Linked DNA regions of Rattus norvegicus: region 1 is linked to region 2. The links are chromatin contacts, called in public Hi-C maps. All regions are on one chromosome and are shown on one strand. Each heading gives the region's core, a stretch centred on a gene start, on an enhancer-like site or on the middle of the called end of the contact. The rest is flanking DNA. Distances are from core to core; before and after follow the strand shown. Region 1 has its middle 330 kb from the start of Rpl37al2. Region 2 holds the start of Bcor (BCL6 co-repressor).

Region 1 (7,058 bases), core at 1,851-4,350, 430 kb after region 2:
TGCTACCTCCCCTGTCTGCATGTGGGACAGGCTGGCCTTACTTCTCACTTCATGAAATGTGAGTTACACAGCAGAGGCGGGATGGGTTTTTTTTTTTCCTTTTAAGATTCAAAGTCAGATATTTTAATATTTCACTGAACTGTTGCAGAAAGCCCTTCATTATGGGATGGAAATGCCTGGAAAATGGCCTTCTAATTAATGTGAAATGAGAGAGTGCCCCTCAGAGCAAGGGGGACTTGGCAGCTGTGAGGGTGATGTCACTATGCTAGCACTTCCTGGGTGGGGTGATTGGATGGGGCCCGATCCTAGGATATATTTGCCACGTGGAGCCCATTCAGCATAAATCCTGCCACGGAGCTGGGCTGGAGACAGCAAATTGAGAACCTTCCACAGCTCGCTGAGTTACTGCTTCCCAGAAATTGCTGAAGCCATTGATCTTGATCTTTGTAAATCATTAAATGATTCTGGCATTCAGGCACACGGGAGCTCTGTGTATGGTGACCTGCAGGGAGTCAGACCTGTGTCAGTGGCAGATCCTGGGCATGGAGTCTCACTGGGGTTTGACTCAGCCACGTGGGCAACATCACAGTGACCTTTACCCTGGTGTGCAAGACTGCTCCTCAATAAGACGCGGAGTGGCTTGCTTGGCAGCTGCCCCATGTCCTCTAATACTCTCAGTGGAGCAATGTGTTTCCCAGAGACAGTGAAAGCAACTCAGATCCTGCCAGGAGAGCCTGGGAGAGTCACTGGATTGTTTAGATCTGTCTTCTTGGTTGTTTCTCATACTGAGCAAAGTGGTTGGCGGTTGTCTTTGGGTAAAGGGAATTAAAATGCTTGCTTCAGGCTTGGCTCATTGGATATGAGTAACAGTGACACTCCATAGTATTTATTGAGTACGTACTGTTTATCAGCCATGTACGCAACATTAGAATTTTTTGCATATGTATTTGACAGCAAACCTATAAAGTAGATACTATTATCCCCCATTTGCAGACTGCAGACGATAAGTACTAGGTCTTACAACTAGCTGTTTTCAAAAGATTTGCTGTCCTCTTGCCTGTATGGCTCAGTTCAGTGCATCTTATGAGACTTGGTTTAATCAATATTGGTCACGTGCCCAGATAAGTCTAGCATCAGAGGAAGACAGGGCTACAGGACAAAGAAAATGGGGACTTTTGAATTCAGTATTGCTGTGCAGCTTGGGGGAAATCCTTTCTCAAGCCTCAGTTTCCTATTCTGTAAAATGTGAGCGACAATGCCTGTTTACTAAGTAGTGCCATGGATTAAGAACTTGTCATAAGGTTGGTTGTGAGTAACATTATTTTCAAGCGTGATGGTTCAGAATGGTGAGAGCTAGCGGGAGTGAGAGAGTCAGAAAGGGATTTGGCAACAGTCATGGGGCAGGGGTGGGGGTGGGGGTGGGGAATGACACTCACTGGATTGGAGACCTGGCAGAGACTGCAGAAGTTGGGGAGGAAGAACCAGGGGAGACAGGGAAATGAGCTGCATGCCTTTTCTGCTGAAGCATAGGAACCTGTGTCTGAAGACAGTGCTCCCGAGGTGCTCCTGAAGGTCCCTGGACAGTCCTGTACTTGTGTCTTCTCCATAGGCAACAAAGCATGTGCCTTTGAATAGCTTTTGAGGAAGTTTGGTAGGAACTTCATTCTCAGACCTGGCAGTTGGCTCGCTGCCATCAATGCAACACCTTGTCCCAGCCGGCCACTCGATGAAGTATAAAATCTATGGGTCCCTCCCAGGGTGTCTTTGGGCCATAGGTACTTAAAGATCCAGGAGTCAGGTTTCCTCTCAGAGCTGCTTGGCTGGGGACATGCCTGCTCTAGAACGGGTAGCAGGGGGTTGGCTCTCTGGAGCATAAACTTGGGGTGGCTATGCTATGACTTCTTCACAGACCCTCAAATGCCTCCTGAAGGACTTTGAAGGAGAGCTATGAGAATCTCTTATGGATAGAAATGATAGAAACACCACTCAGATCAGCTGGAACACAAAGTAGAATTGGTGTCAGGACCTCAAATATCTAGCCAATAGCTTCTGTCATAGGTGGACCCAGGTCCACCAGGGTCTAAAATTAAATAGTAACTTTATAGCCTGTCACTCTTTTTAATCAAGCTTCAGGATAACCATTGGCTGTGAAAAGTCTCAGACTATCGTGGTGGGAACAGAGATCTTACCTCTGGGAAAGAAGTCCCAAGGAGGGCTTTGATTGGCCAAGCTAGAGGTAAAATACCCAATGACTATGCTTGAGTATTGGAGAAAACTGATTGGCCAGCAAGGGCTGGGTCATAATTTTATGGATGGGGATGCTTGTTCTCGAAGGCTCAGATGTTTTAATATGGCTAGCTATAGGAAAAAGATGCTTTCACTAGAAGATGGGGCACTTTAAAGACAAAGGGAACTCTTAGTTGCTACCAGTTATGAGTTAAACTATTAGCCAAAGGGCAGTCCTAAGGCAGCTCTAGAAGCTTCTCTAGCAAGCAGACTTGCTTTCTAGGCTGTCATATAGAGATGCTTAAGGCAGCCAGCCAAGAGGGCCTGGTTCCTCCTCACCCCTATCACCCCCTCTGTGCCCAGCTGCAGCCATTTAGTTGGGCCTTTGGCTCTGGGAACAAGGGCCTTCCTTTCACTGTCTCCAGTGTTCAGGGCAGCCTTGTGCTCAGCCAGAGGGCTATGCCTTGTCCAGATGTCCAGAGTGGCTGGTTTCATGTGTCTGACAAGGCCTTCTTTCTCAGCAGGAGGATCTGAAGGAGGGCGATGTCTGCATCCTGGGCACGGGGTGATAAATGCCCCCTGTGGAATGCAGAGATGAATTCTCAAAAAGGGGGAAAGGCTTTCATCATCATTGCAAAAGCCCCAGACAAGGGAGTTTTCTCATCTCAAATTCAGGGTGGGGGTGGAAGAGGGATGTTGGGAGAACAGTGAGGAGGGGGAGGCTACTGGCAATACAGACACTTGACTGTGAAACCTCTGTGCAAGGCCCAACAGAGCAGAGACCTCTTTTCCTCTTGAGTAGCCCAGGACCCAAGGCCATGGCAACCTGAACTCAGCCTCCTGCTGTGTGGCTGGGACTGTCTGTTACCAGCTCCGGAGAATGGGGGCTGTGTTGGCCTCATTCTGCTCCCTCCCCCAGCACCACCCCAGAGCTGCCCCCACACAAATGGCATTGTACAGTCAGAGACAAAAACGTCTGTTCATTCCCCATCCGTGCATGGGGACAAAAAGCTGAGTGTGGCTCACTCTGCTCTGCTTTAGGAAGGATGGGGCTGTGGGGACAAAGAAGGCTGAGAACTCAGGGGCAAGGCAGGGATGGCTGGAGGACATAAATTGACTCTGGCCACATGATGAGAATTTGTGACCCAGTTATACCCAGTAAGGAGGGCAGTCCCTTTGGTGGCCCTTGACCTCCTTTCACAAGACAGGTCGCCTGTGGTGAAGACTGATAACTATGCCCTTGCCAGTTTCTCTGATATATCCATCCCCCTGGGCAGGGTCTCATGGCCTTAAGACATCTCCAGACATCTTCGTTTCCTCAAGTGGAGTTTGTGGGGTCATTCCATTATGGTTAGTTAAGTGTGGGCTTGGGAAATCAGACAGACCTGGTTTCAAAAATTGGCCATGGTGCCAGCTATATGGCCATTGGTTTGCCCATTGTCTTTCCTCATTTATGAAGTGCAAGTAACCATACGATCTATAAGGCTGGGAGGAGCAAAGGATACAATCCTTTGTCATGAACAGTGCAGAGCAGTGTATACAGTAAGTATTCTGTCCACATTGTTGATTAGCTGGTACATAGTATTGGTAGCTGTGTTCACCATGTCTGCAGTTTGGAAGAGATGATGAGAATTCAGAGAGTTGTACCTTGTGAATGAGTTGCATTTCATAGTTAACTGGGAAGCCTGTTTTCTGGACCCAAACATATAGTTTCCATAGAAACACTGCTAAGAAAAGTCTTGAGGTTTCCAGTTAACCCACAAAAGCCTATTCAACTGTCAGTTACCAGAAATAACTGAGTGGTGGCTTTAAAACGTAGCAGAAAATTCTTTAATGTCTCTTCCAATGAGAGATGGACTCTGGGTCCCCTCCTTTCGAGTTCATTGGGCTTGTGTTTGCTTCAGTCCGTTTCAGTCCATGGAATATGTCAAAGGGGGCATGATGTAACTTCAGAGAATGGCCACATTCTCTGAATGGTGAGGGTTCTACTTTGCTTGTTGGATACTAATTCTTGAAGTTCAGAAAAGCTATGTAAGATGTGAGGATCCTTGTAGGCCTTCCAGCTGAAGAGGCCATGGGGTTATATACCAGAGACATATACAGGGGGGGCTTTAAATATCCGTAGTCATTCAAGTCAGTCCTTGCTTTTGGAGTCTTCCCACCCAAGGCCCAGTCCCTGTGAAGCAGGAACAAGGCAGCCACTGTATCCCAAGGGAATTCCCAATCTACAGACCCTATAGGCTTAATACAATGGTTACTGCTATGGTTTGGGTTTATTTGTTACACAGCAGTAACTACATCTAGCACTTGGCCTTTACAACAAGGACTTTGAGCATATCTGATAGTAACTAATGGCAGTGAGCTCTTGCTATGTGCCTGCTGTTGTGAGAAATATATGCTTGTGTTTTTTAAAATCAAACTTATTATCCCTACAAGGGCTCATTTCCTGAACGGTCTCCCTTTGTGCTGGTTAGCCAGTTACTTCAGATGTGAGACTGAACTCGCACTAATCGAATGATTCTCAGTTACCACCTACTTCAGGTGTGGAAGACAGGACTCACATTGCCCCTGGCCTGGTGCTATCCCAGTCTGGGTTCTGGTTCATCCTTCTTACAGAAAGAATCACCTTGTTGAGTTCCTTTTACATTCTTTCTGTGTTCCTTTGTGCACCATTGAGATCATTCATTGTTTCCCACAAACCTGTGCTACATGACTTCTGTAGATTGACTCAGTCCATCCTCAAAAGTACCCTAAGAGAGAAACTAATAGAAAGGAGAGTCCTTAGGAACCAGAGACACATGCAATGACTTTGAAGGAAGAAAGTTTCTTATGGTTGAGTCACAGGGCTTGAAGGAATACAGGTTCCATGACTGTATCCAAGGAAGCACTTGGCAACTTGGCTATGACTGTGGATACTACTTCTAGACAAGTTGAAGGGTTGTTACAGATTGATGCCATTGACTATTTTAACCTATTTTCACTTCCAGATCAATAGTCTTTCTTTGATTCACTTGTTTCTGTTACAGAGTTTGGGGTAGCATCAATCCAAATTTTACCTCATTTGTAGAATAATGGAAACAGAGGGTCTCTTCCACTTTGTGATCACCAGGCATGATTTGGTACATTCCCACCCCTTGACTTTGGCCTTGACCACGTGCCTTGCTTGGCCAATGGGATGGGGCAGGAAGAAAAGAGTTCTGGTGTAGAGCTGAGGCTTTAAGAGACTTCATGCGATTCTGCTTGGTATCTTGTGTTTCTGCCTCCCCAAGAGAAGATGCTGTCCAGTTTGCATGGCCCCAGAAGGTAGACTGTAGATGTGTGGATTCAATCTCAGTTGATCCTGAGCCTAATGAGTGGGACATAAATGCTCATTGGTGGATGCTATAGTATGATTTTTATATTGTTCCACAATGATTGTCACCTAATATACTACTAATACAGCTGATTTACTGTCTGGAACAAATGGTGTGATTGGGAAGGGTGAGGTTCCCAATGTGTCACCACAGGCTTTGTTTGTTTGTTTATGTTGTGTTTTTTTTATTACCATGTCTCCAAGTCTGTCTTTGCCTCATGATTGCTGGCCATACTGCTTGGAGAACCCATTCCAGGCCAGGAGAGAGGGCCTTCCCTTGAATACCAAAGTGCCTTTGGTACATGAGCTGGTCTCTAGAATTTCTCCTTTACATCACACAGACTGGTTCAGACCACTGTCCTGTTGATGCTACCAGTTAGGCAGCTGAACACAGAAATATTTGCAGATCTGGTGTTCCCAATCACAAGGGAGCCACATTCCAAAATCAGCTCTTCTTCAGGTAGGCAGAGACTGTTGAGACTCACCTTGGTACTATATTCTTCTGCTGTTGTTGTTGCTGCTGCTGCTGCTGCTGCTGCTGCTGCTGCTGCTGCTGCTGCTGCTGCTGTTGTCGTCGTCGTCATTGTTTTAGTTGAGTTGAGGTGAGTTGAGTTGAGTTGAGTTTTGCAAGAGAGAGGTTCTCCATGTAGCTCTGGCTGTTGTGGAACTCACTCTGTAGAGAAATCAGACTGGTTTCAAACTCAGAGATCCCCCTGCCTCTGTCTCCTGAGTGCTGGGACTAAAGGTGTGGGCTACCATGGTCCAGCTTGATGCTATATTCAATAGTCCTCAAATGGTACACCCTAGCCTTCATCCTAAAGACTACTCTACAAAGGACAAAGAGGGTGGAACACAGTCACTGCCTGGGAGAAATCTGAGTTGAGCTTAATACCTAACGGCCTTCACAGGTTCCTTTGGACTTCTAGGCAGGGCAGTTAGTTCCAAATTAAAGAGAAGGCCCTGGAGAAGGCCAGAAGAGGAGAGAATTGCTACCACTCACGTGCATGTCGAGCATCCTGTTTTCTTTCCTATGTCATTCTGCCCGTGGACCTCTGTCCAAGGCCCCTGCCTCCCAGCTCAGTTGTGAACCAGACAGTTGTAATCTGCACTGACCTCAGCCCTCCTTGGAGGAGTGGATGTGCGTCTCATGCCTATTTTTGGCAGTGTCAGTGTTCCTGCTGCCTGCCTTTTAAATAGATGCATGTTCAGCGACAGCTAATTTGGAATTTGTTTCTCCAAAAGCATTTAGAATTGTTTTTGCCTAATGCATCAGATTTAAATTCTGGGGCTAATTAATATAGAGGCATGAGGAAGACAAGAGAAAGTTGCTCACCAGGCCTAGTGGAGATGAACTGAGATAACCCTCTGTCTAGCACGGTGGTACTTAAAGCAGTTCTGACTCCTGCCGAGGCTACAGATGGAGAACTGTCTTCTTCAGACATTCCTTGCCAAGGTGGCCAAGGAACTTGGGAACTAAAGG
Region 2 (7,887 bases), core at 4,398-6,897:
GGGTTGGGACGTGCAGCCTGCTGGAAATCATTAAAATATATGCGGGTGTCTGCAAACACACACTTTTAAATCATGGCGTTTCCCCTCCACGCTGGTATATTTAAACTCCAGAGCGAGCTGAATCTCCTCCCTCTCAGTCGTTTGTCTGTGTCACCGTCAGGCCGCTAATGGCCGGGCTTCCAGGCGCTGTGCATTATGCATTAACCTCCTCCTACCGCTGCCCCACACAGAAGGTTCTGTTAGGCCTCACAACGCAAACCACTCTACATCCCCGCAATCCAGACAAGGCGGGGTGGGCTGGAGGGGTGCTAAAGGGCTGGAGATGCTGAGGTATGGGGGCGGGGGTGAGGGCACAGCAGATTGGGCCTGGAGAAGAATGGAGTCAGGTAAATTGTGCTAGTGCTTAAAGTAAACCCTTTGGAATTCCCAGCCTGGAGAGGTGAAATGGTGACCACTCCACACCAACCACTTCTGGGTCCAATTCTGTCCCTCTGGGTACCCTCAGGCACTCAATTGCTTAGGATCACACCAGTTCTGTTTTTCTTTCTGCTGGTCCTTAGTCCCTTCCTCACCCCATCAGTCCCCAGGTAGCAGAAATAAGCAGAATTGAAAATGGTTGGTTGGGAGGCTGGTATGTTGGGTGGGAAGGCAATTACTTGGCAACTGTGCCCCCTTTCATTTACTTTCCCACTGACCCCACCCCTCAAGCCGGATAAAATATTCCCCAGTGGGCCTAGCTAAACCAGAACCCCTCCTGGACATAGTGTAAGGATTGATCTGCAGGAGCGTCTGGCTTCAATGATGGGGCCAGGCCTTCTCCCAAAGCCTCCTGTGTTTCTGCCATCTGGTCAACACCTAGTCAGCCTTTGGCAACAGTAGGATAGACTAAGATTCCAGAGTTCAGAGCCTGACAAAAATTTAGCCTAGATCAGGAATTTCCTGAGATTATTTCTGTGAACCATATCGGTTCTGTTCTTTGGACCACTCACCTCCAAATAGCCCATAATTCCAAAGGCAATTACCTTTAAGCTGCACAACCCAAAATCTAACCGTTTTCTGCCTGGGAAGGCAGCTACCTAGCTTTAGGTAGTCCACAATTAGTAAAACCCTTAGGGTCATGGACAGGCCCCTAATTGTTCATTTGAGTTTTGAAAGAAAGACAGGCTAGCTAGATTGGTCTACCCTACTCCACCCCACCACACTCGACCCTATGGATTTTTTTTTTTAAAGCCCCATTGGTAAGCCTGGAGTTCAATTGCTAAATGACTGTAAGACCCGTAAATGTGGGGTCTTTGTATGTTTTTAAAAGATAGTTAACATTAACATTGTTAACATTACATAAAGTAAAATATGCATCCTTACCATTCATGTATGGAGTGTTCCAATAACTCCAATAATAAATCCAGTAACATCAACCAGAAAACACTAGCTGAGGAGGCCTATAGGTGGCCTATAGAACTAGGATTTCCATTCTATACATACCTGTCATAAACGAATCCCCAGCCACACACCCAGTTGGGAACCCAGATTGCCCCTAATCGCAGCAGGTAGGATCTCTGCATGCGATGCAGATGCAAGGCCTTAGCCCAGACCTAGGGGTGACCAGACTGGTGGAAGTTTGGGAGGTCTTAAAATCAGCAGAATTCAACAAAGACAGGCTGGTTTCAAGTTTGCCCCCAGAAGCTCCAATTTGGTTGCCCAGTTGCAGAGCCTGCTTAGAATCTTCTGCAGGAGAAGGCCTGGGAGTCTAAAGTCCAGCCATATGTTATAATCACAAGACCTTTTCATGGGGGATGAGGCTGGTGGGGGAGGGGCAACATTCGCAGCTCCACCTCGCAGTACTTCTCATTTCCTTGCTGATTTATTTTTCAGCTGGCATGACAGCTTCCCTTGCCTTGCGCTCCCTTGCTCATCCACTGCGCTTTGCTTTCACTGAAATCCTTTTCCGAGTGCAGGATGGATATATATAAAATCGGCCTGACATCAGGGTCAGCTCCAGAAGGGCTTAGGGGAGGGCAGGTAAGAGCCAGACCTTAAGCATCTGAGGCAGACACTGTGCACCCCCAGATCCAGTAGCGATCCCTTTGAGTGAGGGCATAAGAGGGGGCTGCTTTTCAACAGCTTTCTTTCCCCAGGCAACAATTTTGACTAACCAGGCCAATGGGTGTGATCCTTCTCCACTTAGGGACCTGGGAAAATCTCACATTTTAATTCTCAGTGAGTCAGAAACACTCCCCCCCCACACACACACATACACACTTGTGTGCCTGCCTCTTAGGACTCCCTTAATAAGATATTTTTAAAATCCCACGGAATTGGAAAATGCAGTCCCTAGGAGATGGAAGAGAAAGCTTTTAATCCCACCAGCCCACTGGAGAACACCGTGGAGTCCAGAGATCTGGACTCCCGTAAAGGACGGGGTGACTGCCACAAATTATGTCAAAGGCGAATTTACTGGCTTGTTTGTCTCCAGCATCAAATTTCTCCAGCAGGCAGGCTTCGCCCTTACGGCACCCCCCCCCCATTCATTTTAGTTCTAGGACTTAAAGTTAGACAAACAGACCCCATTGTCAGCAGTCTCAGGAAGCCCTAGGACTCAAGAGGCCTCAGGCTCCACGCTTACCTCCTGGATTTTCTGAAAGTTCTGGACAGTTAACATAACTTGGACGTTGGGAAAGCCTGTTCCTGGGAGAATTGGGAGGTGAGAAGAGGGGGAGAGAAGGTGGCTGGGCATTGAGCCAGGGTTTCTGCGGTGTGGCCTAACTGAGCCGGATGAGCCTGGCACTGCTGTGCTGTTCATCCAGGCCAGCCCTCCTGCCCAGCCCACAGCCGCACAGCGGCCTTTCTGCCTGGAACCATGTTCAGAGTTTCCCCACAAATGCCCAACTCCAGCTTTCCCGGTTATTTAAGACTTGTTTTGAATAAAAGGAGTCGCTTCAAAAAGAAATGTTTCTACAACACACAACCAGCGGCCTTTCCCCCCAGCTGTGTCTGTAACTCGCATGCATTCAGTCTAATAACTTTTAATGTCTAGCCCTAAAACGTCTTTATAAAAAATAGCTTTACAGCATAATAGTCCAGGTGTCTTTCTGCTTGTTACCGGAGATTAAAAAAATGTGTAGGTTAGCTTTCAGAGGCACCCCCCTCCGCCCCTCAAGAAAGACCAGGAAGAAAAAGGCGTGCATTCCATTCTGCAGGCACTGGTCCTGGAAGCCTTGGCGGCCCAGCCAGCACAGCTAGGCACTACCCGCCGGCCTGCCTGTCTTTTGCATCAGTTGTTACAAGCAGCTCTGGAGCATGAAGATTTAATTCTGTTCAAAGTTTCGGGTTTCAAACGGTAGAGATGTTTCACTTCTGCTTTGAGAAGGGCTGTTTTTATAAGTATGCTGAGAACTAAAACAGAATGAATAAAATTGCACCTAATATCAGTCCCACAGTCAGTAATGGGTGTCATTTTTAAAAGGGAAAATATCTTCTAGCTAGAGATGAGATTTTGGCCTTGACCTTGACTTGGTAATCAACTTGAGATGCTTTTGATTAATTTTTGGCATGTAGACGCTCCAGGATATTTAAAAACTTTCCGTGTGGGTTTACTAGCCACTTCCATTTCGGACTTAGGTTCTCATCAAGCCTGCATCATCCTGTTCCTAGGCAGAAGACATACTCCAGCCCATCCCAGAATTGAAAGACCCCCATAGAAGCACCGAATGGGGTAACCTTTTGGCCTCGGTGTCAGAGCTCCCAGCCAGGGTGCCCTGACTTCCCTTCCCGCCAGCTTTATGAAGTGAAGCTGGGTTTGCCCTTGAGGCTCTGCGCTCGGGGGAGGCCGGAACCTCGCTTCTCGGCTTCCCCCTTTCGCTTGCCTGCCCTTCCCCCCTCTGGCGCCCAGAGCTGCTCCTGGTGCGTAGGAGAAGCTCGATACGTGTCAATTGAATTGAACTGCTGCGGGCGCAGGCTGTACACTGCCGCCGAGTCCTGATCTGCACGACGTTACCGAGTGAAAATTTATGGGCTGAACGGTGAAGCCAAAAGTTGTTCCCGGCCAAGTAAAATAAAACGCGGGAGATACTCTCACGAGGCCGAGGTGAGAGATGAGGGCAGACCTTTCAGCCATCGGAGGTCCGGGCCGTGAAATGCTCAAAAACTGGGAGAAACTCAGGCGCATCCCGGTTCCCTTTACGGTCCTCCTACCCCCTTGTGTCCCCGGGAACACCCCCCCACACACACACCTCTACACAATTCCCACACAATTGAAATGTCCGGGGAGCAAGGGCGCGGAACTGCCACTGTTGCCCGTGGTGGTGTTTTCACGTAGCTCTTAACGCCTGAAGGGGAAGTAGCTCCTCTGGGAAGAAGGGGCGAGGTGCGGTGGGGGGTGGACGCCCACGCGCACTCAGGCTTTGCTGGGCTGGGTCTCGGAGGGGACGCTAGGCCCGGAGAGCGCAGCGCTGGTGGCGAGAGGAGGCAGTGGCGCCTGCCGCTGGGGTTTGACAGCTTTGGCTGAGAGGAGTGCGAGGCGCTTTATGGTAATTGCGGTCCTCCACTGGCCTTCTGGGTAGCAAGGGGAGTCTCGGCGCGCTGCAGGAAAAGCCGCCCCCGCCGCCCCCCATTCTTGGGGCTGGGGATCTGTTGGCCGACCTAGCCGTCGCCGCTGCGGAGTCGGTCTCCACTCCCCCTAGGACGTGAGCCCTGGCTGGGCGTGAATAGCCAACTCGGCCGGAGCTGGGACGGAGAGGACAGAGGGCGGTAGAGTTGGGGGGGGGGTACTACGACAAGACCCGCCACCCAGATGTTTTGGGGTTCAGATGTGGCGAGGCCCCAATGCACCCGGCTGGGAATCGGTGACAGCCGGGGAAAGTCGGGCGAACCTTTCCTGGGGAATCACCCCCTCCCGAAACCCCACCGCGGAGGCGCCGCAGCGGAGGGTGAGCGGAGACTGGGGATCTCAAACTTGCGAGAGCTGGAGGCGGCGGCGGCGGCGGGCGGGCGGGCGGGCGGCTGTCGCCCGAGCGCTGCGCCTGAGGGGGGAGGGGAGGCGGCTGTTGGGAGGGAGGGAGGGCGGGCGGAGGGAGGGGGAGGAGGAAGAGGAGGGAACCTGGGAGGGGGGACGCGTTGGGATCGCGGCGTGCGGCAGCAGACGGAGCCCGGGCTCCCAGCGGCAAGGTGAGGCAGAGCCGCGCTCCGGGCTGAACGGCGGCCGAGCTCTTAAGCCGAGGGGGAGACGCGCCGGAACCCAGAGCACGACCGAGAGCGGGAGCGAGGCGGGCGGTGGTGGCGGAGGGGGACCACGCGAGTCGCCGGGCGGAGAGCCCGAGCCGCGCTGTCGCCGCGGAGGGACGACTTGGCCAACACACTCGCTCACACACACACCCAGCCCGAGCGGGCGCTCTCGGCGAACCGTCAACATGGCGCTGGGGCTCTTGCCCGAGCGCGGGCGGCAGCGGCGGCGCGGGAGCTGCTGAGGCTGACGGAGCCCGGTCCAGCTGCGGGAGGAGAGGATCGCGCGGGGCCGTCGCCACCTGCCCTAAGCTCGCAGCCCGCCCCGCCCCGCCCCACCCCCACGCGGCCCAAAGCCCACCCCTCTGCCGGGCCGACCCCTTAGGGCAGCAGAGCCGCTGCAGACAGAGGCGAGCAAGCGCGGCGCTGGGAGTGGACTGCGGGCACCGGAGGAAGCCAAACTTTGCTGCTCGCTGCGCTTTCCCGGCCGGGCTCCTCTGCTCTTTAGCGTAGCCGCCCTCTCCCGACCCCGCACACGTCCACCCAGCCAGCCAGCTAGCCGCCCCCGGATCTTCCTCGCCGCCTGGACTCCGCTCCGGGGAAAACTTCAAAACGCCGGATCGAGGGCTCCCTGCCTACTTCCCGACTGGGGATTTCAGGTCAGTGCCCGGAACACCTTTCCCCGGGGGCCGCGGGCGGGCTGGCGCGCCGGGACTGCAGCCGACCTCCTCCCTTAAAGGGTTTCTCCTTCTACTCCAGTAGATCCCCGTCGGGAGGTTTAGCTACCTTGTTCGCTTTCGTTTTTACATCAGAGCTGCAAGTTATTAAAAATGCAGCCAACCTAAGCGGCCCCCGCATGGGCACCCGGGAGGGAGGGACTCGACGGGGGACCTGCCGCCTCCCGAGGGGTTGGGAGGATCGAGAGTTCAGCGAGTGGAAGTTTGCAGCCTCTGTGTGTCTGCGCGGGAGCGCGGTCGTCGCCGAGCGTCGGGAGTCAGGCGCGGGGGGGGGGGTGCTGGGCTGGAAGCTAGGAAGCTCGTCTCGGCGTTACCTCGCTAGCAGGAAGGGGAGGGCGGCGGGTTCCCGTCTGCTTTCTTTTTCGACTCGGAAAAGAACTGTAAAAACCCCCAGCCGCCTTTGCTTCGTCTGGCCTCTCCAGGGGCCGGTGGTGCCTCCGAGTGGAACGACGGCTTGTGCGTGCGCTAGTGTGTGCAGCGGGCGCCTCGGACGGAGCCGAGCTCGACCTACCGTCGTCGCTCAACTCCGGAGGGGAGTCCGGGTTTTTTCTTGGCTTGCCCCAAAGCATGAATCACGTGGAATAACGGGGGGAAAACTACTAGGGAACCTTGGAGAGCTCGAGATTCGGACTGGGCCAGTACGCCGGCCGGCCAGGTCAGATGCATTGTTTTGTAAATGTTCTTTTAAGATTCTAATTCGACTCCCCCCACCCCCGTTTTCCCATCTCTTCCCTTCGCGTAGGTTTTAAGTTCGGAGCCTCCTGGAGCCAGTGTAGACCGCTTGTTTAGGGGCGGCGTGGGGGAGCGAGCAGAGCTCTCAGCCCTCCGCTGGGCTGTGGGGAACCTGGTGGGAAGCCCTGATGGGCGTGTGAAAGTCTGCGGCCCGGGGAAGTTGGTCCCACTCGGAGGGCGGGCGACGCGAGGGCTCTAGGCGAAGAGGAACTTGCGCACCGGGCGCGATCCTCGGCTGAGGCGGAGAGGGCGAGGCGGCACAGGGCCAGCGCTTGGAGCAGGCGGGAGGCTGCGCTACAGAGCCACCAGAAACCCGGGGACTCCGGGCTGTGGCGAAGAGCGCCTGCTATTTACGAAGAGAGCCTAGGAGCGCCCTGAACCGAGTAGGGTGGCTCGTGGCACGTGTAGTCCCAGCGGACTTCTGGCTGCCCGGTTGCTCAACGGAACACGTACCCACGTCCCGAAGAAGACCGAGCTTGTCCCCTAGTAGGCCGAGGCTGAGCCAGGCTTAATTTGCTGTTAATGAATCTTTTCCAGAAAGTCCGCGACCTCCAGCTAGACGCTTTGAGTGCCCGCGCGAAGGCGCGCGCCGCCGGCGTCTAGAAGGTGGGGGTTGGGGGAATAGAAAAGCGAAGAAGGAACTGGAGGAGGGTTATGTTTATTTAAAAACAAACCTTAAAAGAAACCAGCGCGCTTCAAATAGGTATTCATCCTGCCTGGTTGCGTCTAGACTAGACAGTCCGGGGTTTTAACTGTGTAACCCCCTCCCCGCGCACCCTTATTGAGAGAATGCTAGGGGACGAGTACTGCTACTTGGTTCTAAGGTGAGCTCCTTGGACAGAAAAAAAAAAATCCTTTAAAATGGACCGGGAGTTGAAAAAAAAAAAAGAGGAAATAGCCCACCCCAGAAGGTAGTGGGTGGTGAGTAGACAGACTTGGTATTTCTAGCCATCTGACACTTCCTGTGGATTGGAAACGGACACCTCCGGGAGAGATCGACCTGTACACGGTGCTGGATTCTGCCAACAGAATTTCTTGTGTGGAAGGTATTTTAATTGTCGACCTCAGAGACGCCTATATGTGGACTCTTGGGGGAATACTCTCTTCTCGATCCTTTCCACTCCTTCCCTGACTTGTTACCTGGTCTGGGTTGCAGTGTCGCCTCTGCTGTTTATTTGGGGTTGGATTGTGTCGCATAGAC

The links. A called contact is a pair of places that touch in the nucleus more often than the background predicts.
Region 1: a Hi-C map of Schwann cells shows a contact between it and region 2, with 3 times the contacts expected there. The contact joins the enhancer-like site here to the promoter of Bcor in region 2. A contact is called at or near these places in 1 of 12 Hi-C or Micro-C datasets (Schwann cells) and 1 of 1 datasets of contacts at active chromatin or transcription factors (oligodendrocytes).

The regions. Positions count from the first base shown.
Region 1 is chrX:13,791,976-13,799,033 of GRCr8, forward strand. No RefSeq gene overlaps it. Among named protein-coding and RNA genes, the nearest start is that of Rpl37al2, 330 kb to the left of the region's middle. Within about 2 kb of position 3,101, at least 36 of the 93 cell types and tissues checked have an H3K27ac peak or open chromatin away from gene starts, as enhancers often do. A contact at or near this core is called in Schwann cells, where this site is marked.
Region 2 is chrX:13,354,729-13,362,615 of GRCr8, forward strand. Bcor (BCL6 co-repressor) reads left to right here and starts at 5,648. Exons shown (of 15, transcript NM_001191586.1): 1 at 5,648-5,876.